Regions from separate parts of the Mus musculus genome. Here region 2 is linked to region 1. The links are chromatin contacts, called in public HiChIP or PLAC-seq maps. All regions are on one chromosome and are shown on one strand. Each heading gives the region's core, a stretch centred on a gene start, on an enhancer-like site or on the middle of the called end of the contact. The rest is flanking DNA. Distances are from core to core; before and after follow the strand shown.

Evidence for each region. HiChIP or PLAC-seq counts read pairs in DNA pulled down with a chosen protein or histone mark.
Region 2: a contact with region 1 is called in an H3K27ac HiChIP or PLAC-seq map of embryonic stem cells, with 5 read pairs. The contact joins two enhancer-like sites. A contact is called at or near these places in 2 of 15 datasets of contacts at CTCF or cohesin (embryonic stem cells and pro-B cells), 9 of 484 Hi-C or Micro-C datasets (B cells, the HL-1 cell line, the N1E-115 cell line and 4 more), 1 of 115 datasets of contacts at active chromatin or transcription factors (embryonic stem cells) and 3 of 9 other capture datasets (adipose tissue, embryonic stem cells and liver).

Annotation. Positions count from the first base shown.
Region 1 is chr4:149,708,328-149,713,941 of GRCm38.p6, forward strand. No RefSeq gene overlaps it. Among named protein-coding and RNA genes, the nearest start is that of Tmem201, 27 kb to the right of the region's middle. Within about 2 kb of position 2,399, at least 148 of the 459 cell types and tissues checked have an H3K27ac peak or open chromatin away from gene starts, as enhancers often do. A contact at or near this core is called in embryonic stem cells and pro-B cells, where this site is marked.
Region 2 is chr4:149,798,607-149,803,633 of GRCm38.p6, forward strand. It overlaps Gm42354 (a long non-coding RNA gene), which reads left to right. Exons shown (of 3, transcript XR_881588.1): 2 at 1,706-1,867; 3 at 3,125-3,923. Among named protein-coding and RNA genes, the nearest start is that of Gm42354, 10 kb to the left of the region's middle. Within about 2 kb of position 1,650, at least 26 of the 459 cell types and tissues checked have an H3K27ac peak or open chromatin away from gene starts, as enhancers often do. A contact at or near this core is called in embryonic stem cells and pro-B cells, where this site is marked.

The sequences.
Region 1 (5,614 bases), core at 1,149-3,648:
ATGGACCAAACCTCTGATTAGGTTAAATTAAATGTTTTTCTTTATAAGAGTTGCCATGGTCATACTGTCTCTTCACAGCAATAAAGCCCAAACTGAGACGGGAGTCCATCTGTAATTTCCCAGGGAATGCTATGAGAACCAAAGAAAATAGGAAATTAGCTGACTTGAGGCCAGGCAAGGGGAAGTAGGGAATTCTCTGTTCTTGGCTTGGAGGCTGGCCACCCGTATTACATGGTACCAGACCGGCTCTGCTAGGATCATTGGCCTCCTGTGACTTCCAGGTTGGGACAACCATTAAGAAACTTAGTAACAAGATAGGCAGGCTTGTACTTATGTCTACCAGCCTTCCTAGGTGCTGTAAGACTAGGTTCAGGATTATTCTGTCTGTTCAAGAAAAAGAAAGAGAGCTGGGGTGTAGGTCTTATACAGTGCTTGTGGAGTAAGCCCAAGACCCCAGCACCTGCTTCTACCTCCCTGATGTGGGGATTAAAGGAGTCCACCACCACTGGCCAGTTTATATTTAACTTTGTAAAGGTATATTCTTTTTTCCCCGCCTAGAGTCAAAGACTACTAAGGCTCAAATACATGGCAGAAGACACACCCTATGTGGAACCCTAAACTGGCACACTGCTCCCGGCAAGGGAACAGATTTCTTTAAGAAGAGCCATCATCGGGCTGATGACTCTGACCACTGGTCCCTGTAAACTATCTCCTCCTGTTAGACAGCAAGCCTGGGGCCTTCTGGAAACTGCTGGAGGGGAAGTCATCTTCCAAGAAATGAAAGAGAAAGCCTTCCACGCCCATCTGGAAAATGGTTTCCCCATCCCACCCTTGAGCTGACAACTCTTCCTCTACTGCTTGGAAGCCCACACCCTGGGGCCTGCCCACTTTAAGGCTAAAGATTCAAGTGGACAGGATTTCAAGGCATTGGCCTAGACAAGAGGTATGACTCCAAATAAACATTGCAGAGATGGGGCTGGAGAGACAATGCTGACCTTAGGAGCTGGTTCTGTTTGTTTTTGCAGAGGACTCAAGTTTGCTTCTCCCATTGAGCAGTCCACAGCTGCTTGTAACTTCAGCTCCAGGGGATCTGATGTTCTCCTATGGCCTTTGCAGGGATTGCTACATAGACACATATATACACGTAATTTTTCATCTTAGTATATGTATTTATTTTATTCTTCTGGCTATGAGTGTTTTGCCTGCTTGCACACACACACACACACACACACACACACACACACACACACACACACCACATGTGTGCCTGATAAACATGGAGGTCAGAAGACCGCAACTAGAGTTACAGGTGGTTGTGAGTCACCATGTAGATGCTGGGAACCAAACCTGGGTCCTTTGCAAGAGCAGTCAGTGCTCTTAGCCACTGAATTTCTCCAGCCCCTATACACATTTTATTTTATTTTAGACAGGGTTTCTCCGTGTAGCTCCTGGACCTTGCTCTGAAATCCAGACTGGCCTCAAACTCAGAGAGAGATCCACCTGCCTCTGTCTCCTGTTTTGTTTTGTTTTGTTTTTTTCGAGACAGGGTTTCTCTGTGTAGCCCTGGCTGTTCTGGAACTCACTTCGTAGACCAGGCTGCCCTGGAACTCAGAAATTCGCCTGCCTCTGCCTCCCAAGTGCTGGGATCAAAGGCGTGTGCCAACACTGCCTGGCAGTGGTGTTCATCTTTAATCCCAGCACTCAGGAGGTAGAGGCAGGCGGATCTCTGAGTTCGAGGCCAGCCTGGTCTACAAAGTGAGTTCCAGGACAGGAAGGGATACACAGAGAAACCCTGCCTCAAAAAACAAAAACAGGGGCTGGTGAGATGGCTCAGTGGGTAAGGGCACCCAACTGCTCTTCCGAAGGTCCGAAGTTCAAATTCCAGCAACCACATGGTGGCTCACAACCACCCATAATGAGATCTGATGCCCTCTTCTGGTGTATCTGAAGACAACTACAGTGTACTTACATATAATAAATAAATAAATCTTTAAAAAACAAACAAAACAAAACAACAAAAAACCAAAAACAACAACAACCACAACAAAAAGAATACCACCATGTTCTACCAGAGCCCTGTACACATAACTAAGCAAAGTATAAATTTCAGGTAATCCACTAGGGCTTTATGATGGATGGAGATCTGAGAAGCAAACTGTGTCATCCCATCCTTAGGGACATGGCTCTGCCAAAGTCCCGGCACCAGGCAGGGAATGGCCATGGCCATCACAGCTCTACAAGAAAAAGCCTGGCCAAGAAATTCTCAGGCAGGGCTAGAAGAGAGTCCCACAATGGCTAACTTCCCTGTGGGCGGAGCCTGGGGCAGCCTTGCTTCCTTACACGGGTAAGCCCAGACAAGCTAACATCAGAGCACAGCTTTCCACATCGCTTCTGTGCCTCTGCTCTACAGAGTCTGGTGTGGTTAACTGACTGATCGTTCATACACTGAGGAGTCCTAGGGAGCCACCTAGAGGAGGGACAGCAAAACAGGAGAGGGGCAGAAGGTAGGGCTGAGGACAGAACCATTAAAGAGGGCAACAGGAATGAGGATGTCTTAGAAAAGCAGAGGAGGGGCTGGACAGGTAGGTGGCTCAGCAGTTAAGAGCACTGACTGATCTTCCAGAGGACGTGAGTTCAATCAAAAAATAAAAAATAAATAAAAAATAAAGGAAATCTAAAGAGATTGAACAAGCGTGCATGTGCTTGCTTGTGTGCTGTGTGTGTGTGTTTCTGTGTATATGTGTGCATGTGCTTGCTTGTGTGCTGTGTTTGTGTGTGTGTATGTGCTTGTCTCTCTTATGTTTGTGTTTCTCTGTGTTGTGTGTGCTGTGTGTTTCTGTATGTGGCTCTGTATTGTATATGGTGTATGTGTCTGTTTTTCATGTTGTGCATTTTATACATTTTATATATGTGTATATATGTGTATTTGTGTATGTCTGTTGGTATATTAAGTGTGTGTGTTATGTTTGTGTATATATGTGTCTTGTCTTGTATTGGTGTGCACGTTGTATATGTGTGTGTATTGTGGATGATATGTGTGTGTCTGTTTGTGTGTTGTATGTATGTGTGTGTTAAGCAAGACCAAAACAGGATGAACTCACATGGACACAGTTAGCTTCTAGCCTGTTAGTCTGGCCTGTTTTTGGCAACTCTTCCCCTTTGTAATCAAGAAGGTGGGCAACCAGCAGACAAACTTGACTCATGGCCATAACTTACTGGACCAGAATGGAGGCTCGGATTCCAGCGAGGCCAATCAAGTCCTTCCCAGAAAAGTAGACTTGGGACCTGTTGAAGAGACCCAGGATAGGTCAGCTAGGTGGGTGTCGCAAGTGGGGACAGGTGAGGGTGCCTCAGTCTCTGGCTCTCACCAGAGCTGCCAGTACCTGTAATGCTGTCACATGCATATTTGACCTTTGTCCAGTCGCCTGCACTCAGCTCCTAACGTCCTGGAAAATTCTGCAGTGGTGTCTTTCTGTGGCCAGGGCTGACCAGGCCTGAGGGCTGCTGGACAGTCTGAGGATGGGGCTGGCTGCTAAGGGAAACTAACTAGCTGTGTGGAGAGGGTGGGAACTTTCAGCCCTGCCCTCCCTCCAGCTTACTGAGAGGGGAAGAAGGTCTAGATGTCACCAGCCGCTCCCACATAAATCCTCAAGAGAACAGGGGGATCTTTGTCGTTTGTTTTGAGAAAAAAATCTCATGGATCCTAGACTGGCCCCAAACTCACTACAGAGCTGAGGCGGACACTGATCCTCCTGCCCAGGCCTCTGAAGTGCTAGGATTACAGGCCCCTGGCTTTCTGGGATGCTGGGGCTTCCTGGGTGCTAGGCAACACTGTACCTCAAGAGGGCAGTGTTCTGAGCGCTTTCTGGTCAGTGCAGCCAGGGTGCCCCGTGCCCTCCCTGACCTGGGCCATTCATTCCTCTCTCCACTGTCTCTGTCACGTCTAGTCCTTTATTACAAGTCAGAAAGAGCCAGGGAACAGTTCCCAGAGTTCTCAGAGGGGCTCCAGCAAGTTAGCGGAGCCTGACAGGGGGGTCGTGGGAACTGGGCTTTATCAACAGTCATCCAAAAACAGGGAAAACAACTTTGGGGACAAGGTTACCTACTACAAAGTCCCCTTTTCCGTCCCAGTTAAAGGGCTGGTTTCTGACTGTGGTCTGGGAAGCAGACTGTGGATGGTGTATCGAGTGAGGCCGCAGTTGAGAATAAGGTAGAAATGAGGCAGGCTCACACAGTCAGTCCCTCAGGAACTCTCACCCCATCTGCCCTTACTGCTCTTGATGCTGCCCTGACAGGGAACCTGCAGGTCCAGATCTTCCCAGGATCAATGTGTGGTTTGCAGTACCCCGACTCTGCATCTGGCTACTCGGAAGAATTAGACCCCCCCCCCCCCGGCATAGATGTTACCCAGCTGGCCCCTTGCCCCAGAGGGACTCCACTTTGTCCTTGGTTGTATCCTTGCTTTGCAGCACTCTGTCCTCTGAGCAGCTCTGTGTCGGACTCAGCTGCCCTCTAGGAACATGGCCTCTACACCCATCAGGGTGCGGTCCTTAGTCACTTGCTCTCTGCCTGCCGATAGTACTGGAAGTGAGTGTGTAGGAATGCCATGGAATGGATGAGTGAATGAGTGGATGGATGGATGAATGAATGATGTAATTTTGAATAGGCCGGTTGGGGACAGTAGCTAACGAATATGAAGATTAAAGGCCACCTCTAGCCATTGCAGGGATAATTCTGTCCTTCAAGCTGGAATTTACACTCGGTGATGATGGGGCCTGATACCCCTGAAAGCTAGGAGGCTGAATTTGCTTCTGTGTGCATGGAGTGCGTGTATGTGTGCCTGCATGTGTGTGTGTGTGCATGTGTGCGTGTGTATATGTGAGGGCATGTGTGTGTGTACATGTGTATGTGTGTATGTGTGTGTGTGCATGTAGAGATGTCAGTGTCAGACATCATTCTCTCTCTCTCCCTCCCTCCCTCCCTCCCTCCCTCCCTCCCTCCTTCCCTCCCTCTCTCTCTCTCTCTCTGTCTCTCCTTACCTTAGCTTTACCTCAGGGAGAGATGAGAACTCTCCCTAAACATGGGATTCTCCAATTCAGTCAAGCGGGCCAGACAACCACGGAGCCTCGAGGATCTGTCTGTCTCTGCCTCCTTCCTACTGGCATTACTGAGGCCTGTGGAACCCGGCATTTTATGTGGGTTTGGAATTCATGTATCTCTGAAAGCACTTTACCAAACGAGCCATCTCCCGCCACCCGGCCTTCTCAATGCTTTTCACGGTGCTCCCTCACTCAGCCTGTTGTCACCAGAGAAGGGTCTGCAACAGTGCATCCCTAGCTCTGTTCTCAAATCAAGGAGACATAGCTTTAGAGAGAGGCCGTGGAGGGAAGCCCAGTAGCCTCTCTAGCCAGCTTTGTGATGGTCTGGCTTCTCTGAGCCCTAGGCTTCGTCCCTAGTGGCCTTCACCTTCACTTTCCACCCTTGATTAAAGAACTGGGGGCAAAACCCGTTGAGGGGAGAGAAACGGGAAGAGGAGGCCACAGCAGGGGTCCAGGAGTTCCCAGGTGACTGTGTCTCCACCTCCCTTACCACAGCCCCATAGGAGAGAGAGCTG
Region 2 (5,027 bases), core at 400-2,899, 90 kb after region 1:
GACCATCTGCATGTGAGTGAGAGATCCCATCTCAAAAAGCCAACAGCAACAATGGTAAATGACAAAGGAAAAGAGAGATGCAGGTCTGGAGTTCAGGGGTCAGAGGCAAGTAACTGTAGCTTTGTGACAGTTCCCAGGCCAGCTGGGAGTTTGTCTGCCTGTCTCACCAGAATAAACAAACAGGCTCCCGGGAAGTCACATGGGGCTGCCTCTCTCTGCTCCCAGCCTTCCTCCCAGCTAGCCTGGGAGCCATCAGTCCCTTGGGGGTGGGGGAGGCACTGGACTCTTGTTGGTGGGTGGTTCCTGTTGCAGTCACGCACTCTAGGCAACAGGTCTAGTTGTTAGTGAGTCTGAGCAGGGGTAGGACTTGTTTGTCTCATGCTCTGATTTTTCTCTCCACGCCCCTTTCCCCTCAGTGAGAATCTGCACTTGAACAAATCCCAGCTCAAACAATGAATGGGTCAGCATCTGTTTACCACTGCCTGACTTTTATCCCACTATCCCTTGGGACAAATATATCGACCATGAGTATCAAACGTGGGCTCATGGTGTGGGGGATGACCCTTAAAACATCTGCCCCTAACTGTGTCCTTCTTTAGACAGGGGCAGAATGGAGCTTTGTTCTTAATTTACAAGTCAGAAGGAAGTCCTCAGAGAAAGCGCCTTTCAGCACCGTCTCAAGATGGTGCCAGGATTTTCCCATTTACGGGTGGGGGGTGGGGGTGGGGGCTCTTCTACAAAAGAAATCACGAACTATTTTTCATAAAGACCACCCAGGCAGACTTTATAATACAGTTGAAACTTTTAAAAATATTTATTATTTTTAAATTTTTGAGTGCATGGGTGGGTGTGGGGGTGTGGGGTGCATGCACGCACAAAAGCACAATGCAGGTAACTTAGAGGCCAGAAGAGGGCAGATTTCTCAGAGCTGGCATTACGGGTGGTCATGAGTCATTCCTATAGGTGCTGGGAACCAAACAGTAAACCTACCATGTGTTCTAACTGCTGAGTCTCTCTCCAGTCTAGGAATTAATTTTTTTGTGTGGGGTCCAAAAAATGTCAGACTTTTGACCTCTCAGCTCTGAGGAGAGCTGGCTGGGCCAGGTGCAGCTGTCTTTCCTTAGCCTCAGAGGGAAGTGTGTGTGTGTGTGTTTGTGTGTGTAGAAGGCAGAAATTAAGAGTACATGTTTTTTTTTTTTTTCACTCAGTCTTCATATTTTTGAGACAGATTCTCTCATGGAAGTTTAGTAACTTTGTTAGGCTGACTTGCCAGTGAGTTCCAGAAGTCCACGGGTACCAGACCTCTGGCAGTCCTGGGACTCTAGATGTGCATCACATGACCGATGTGTTCACAAGGACATTGGTCATCAGAACGCAAGTCCTCGTGCTGGGCCGCAGGCGCTGCATTGACGGAGCCGGTTCCATGGTCTCTCAGGGGGTTTTTAAACTGAATAGTGATGACTGGTCTCGGGCAGTGGTCAGCCGTTGATGTGTTTACAATGGAAAGGAAGGGAAAGCGGGGAAGCTCTGACTGGCATCAGCGCCGGAGCCAGGGAGAGGTCATCGAAGCTGCAAGCAGCATCCTGGGTAGCCGCACAGGATAGCCGCTAAAGGGCGCTGGGATTGGCTGCTGTACTTCCCTGCCTCTCGGATCTGACCTTGACTCCTCTGTGACTCATTCATATCTCTTTCCACAACACTGCAGGGTCTGAGGACAGTGGCTGGCTGGATCTGGTTTACTTTTTTGTATTCCCAGAAGCAGGATGAAGGATCAGCCCAGTTTCCCAGGAAATGTGTGCGCTGTGGAGGCCGCTTGCTGTGGTCTCTGGGTTGTAGCAGAGCTCAAAGAGCTCAGAGTTAGAGAGAGGTAAGAAGCCGTGAAGGGGGGGGGGGGGCTGGAGAGATGGCTCAGCGGTTAAGAGCTCCAGAGGTCCTGAGTTCAAATCCCAGCTACAACCATCTGTAATGGTATCTGATGCCCTCTTCTGGTGTGTCTGAAGAGAGCTAGTGTGTATTCATAAAACAAAAACAAAACAATAAGAAGCTCTGAGGAGGCTGTGTGTGGGTGGAGGTGTGGGTGTGGGTGGAGGTGGGGGCTCTGCTATGGAGCCCGGAATGCACCCAGATTGCACAGTGTATGGGGTATGGATTCAGTAGGAAGATTAGACCTGCCCTGGTTCAAGCTGGTTCAAGCTGGCAGAGTCAGGGACAAGGCCCAGGTACAGCAGAGCAGTGCATTGTGGCTTAGGCTTTAATGAAATAATGAAAACAGGCCTGTGGAGGGAAAAAGGCGATCCTTCCAGTCACAGGCTCAGCCCAAGGCTAGAAAGTCATTATAGGCTAGGAGTGTCAGCAAAGGGACCCAGCACCACAACTAAGAGGGAGTTTACTAGGCATGTAAGGCTGGCTCAGTATTAGAAAGCCAATTAATAAAATTCACTGTTTGAAGAGACTGAAGAAAGAAAAAGACAAAACAAAACAATAATAAAAAACCAAAAACCAAACCACAAATAAAAAAAAAAAACAAAAACAAAGAACAAACAGACAGAAAACCCAAACCAAAACACCATGTGGCAAAAACACAAACTACATGGGGTAAAATGCTCAGCAACTAAGAGATGGAAAGGAACTTCAACATCATAATAAAAATCCACAGAGCATGGCCGATCCCAGAGTGGAAGACGAGAAGCTGGTGGCTCTCCTGCAGACAGCAGGCACAAGGCCAGCTCATCACTACTGTCTGACACCGTACGGGAAGTTTCAACCAATGCAATAAGACAAGAAAGGGAATAGCATAAAAGATTCCCCCCCTCCTCTTCTTCCTCCTCTTCCTCCCCCCTCCCCCTCCCTCCCCCTCCTCCTCTTCCTCCTCCTCCTCTTCCTCCTCCTCCTCTTCCTCTTCCTCTTCCTCATCCTCCTCCTCCTCCAGTTCCTATAACTAGCAAAAAACTGAATACAGTGAGCATAGAAAGGTTATAAGACAAACATTTGACCTGAAACCGGCAGAAATAAGGGTCCCGAATGAGGTGCTGTGTGTGAGGATCAGGTTAAGAAGCAGAGAAGACACAAAGGCAATACCTGGGGTCAGGAGGATTAAGTATAACATCTTATATACTACTTACAGGGGGGAGAACGGCCAAGCTACAGGTCAGACAGTCTTGGCAAAGAGAACACAGGATGCCTCAGACACAGCTGCCCAAGGACGGATAACTACCTCCCAGGGGGAAGAGTCCAGACCCCAGAAACCATGACAACCTTGACTCCCCTGAGGCATTGGCTGCAGCAGGTTGCAGGCCTCACCAAATCCGTTCCTGGTAAGGCCAAGGAAGAGATGCTCCCCTTGTCTTGTCATGCGGGCTTCCAAGGAAGTCTTGGATTGGCTTGGCTCCCTGCAAGCACGCGTAGATAAAGTCATTACCTTCCTAATGCATGTATCAGACAAGTGGGATTTGAAATTAAAAGCATGGCCAAGACAGCTCAGTCAGTCAACAGGGTCTAAAGCAAGGGAGTGAGGATTGGAAAAGAAGAAAAACAATTAGACAAAATTATAGCATGACTCCAGTCTGCACTGAGGCTGAAATAGCCTAGATACATCCAAAAACCATGGTCAGCTCTTAGATCAAAGACAAAGCAATCAAGCCAAGTAGTGAATAAAGAGATCACACGGGATAGTGATTAAGTGGTCAGCAAAGAGATCACACAAGGCATTAATTCAGCAAAGCAGTAAACAAAGCCCCGTGGTCACCGTTTCTGACATGCTTAGCTGAGCCGACTTCCTTGTTCGAGCCCAGTGACAAATGCCAAATTCCTAGAAGCGGCACCAAGAGCCCTCAACAAAAGCATATTACTACTAGGTCAGCGACATGGTTCACTGGGTAAAAGCACTTGCAGCTAAGACTGTGTACTGGTTTTGTGTGTCAACTTGACACAAGCTGGAGTTAGCACAGAGAAAGGAGCCTCCCTGAGGAAATGCGATCCAGCTGTAAGGCAGTTTCTCAATTAGTGATCAAGCGGAGAGGGCCCATTGTGGGTGGTGCCATCCCTGGGCTGTTAGTCCTGGGTTCTATAAGAAAGCAAGCTGAGCAAGGCAGAAGAAGCAAGCCAGTAAGGAACATCCCTCCATGGACTCTGCATCAGCTCCTGCTTTCTGACCTGCTTGAGTTCCAGTCCTGACTTCCTTTGGTGATGAACAGCAATGTGGAAGTGTAAGCTGAATAAACCCTTGCCTCCCCAACTTGCTTCTTGGTCTCCATGTTTTGTGCAGGAGTAGAAACCCTGACTAAGACAGGCTGTGACCTGAATCTGATTCCCAGGACCCACACGGTGGAAAGAGAGAACTGACTCTTGCAAGTTATCCTCTGATGGGCGCATGTGCGCTATAGCACACACACCGCCCCTCCCCCCGCCAATTATGCACAAATGTAATAAAAAGCTTAAAACTATTACCAATTGTATTAGAACTTCAAAAATGAAATATTAAGATACAGATCTGTGCAAGATCCACATAGGGAAATCTACAGACGGGAACTGGGGAGCTGGCTTAGCCGTCAGGAGCACCTGCTGCTTGTCTGGTTTGACTGTTGTTGTGATAAACACCATGACCAAAGGCAACACCACCCACAGTGAGATGGGCCATTACATATCAATCATCAATCAAGAAAATGTTCTACAGATTCATCTACAGGCTGGTCAGATGGAGACATTTTCTCTATTGATGTTTCCTTTCCCAGGTGATCCTAGCTTGGGTCAAGTTGATGAAAATAACTGTTCATCACAGACATCAAAAGCCAGCCCCAAAGCACTCTGGACTTCGGTAGATAACTGATGTTGTCAGTGTAGATTGTGGCCATGGCAGATGGCTGTGGGGTGCTGGGGCTGGAAGTGTGCAGTTTCTCCGGAGGGTTCAGCTCTCTGCTGCGAACCTAAAACTGCCTCGAAAAAGTAGTCTATAAAGAACAGAAAAGCCTGGTGTGGTGGTGCTTGCCTGCAATCCCAGCACCTAAGAGGCTGTGCAAAGGATCAAAAGT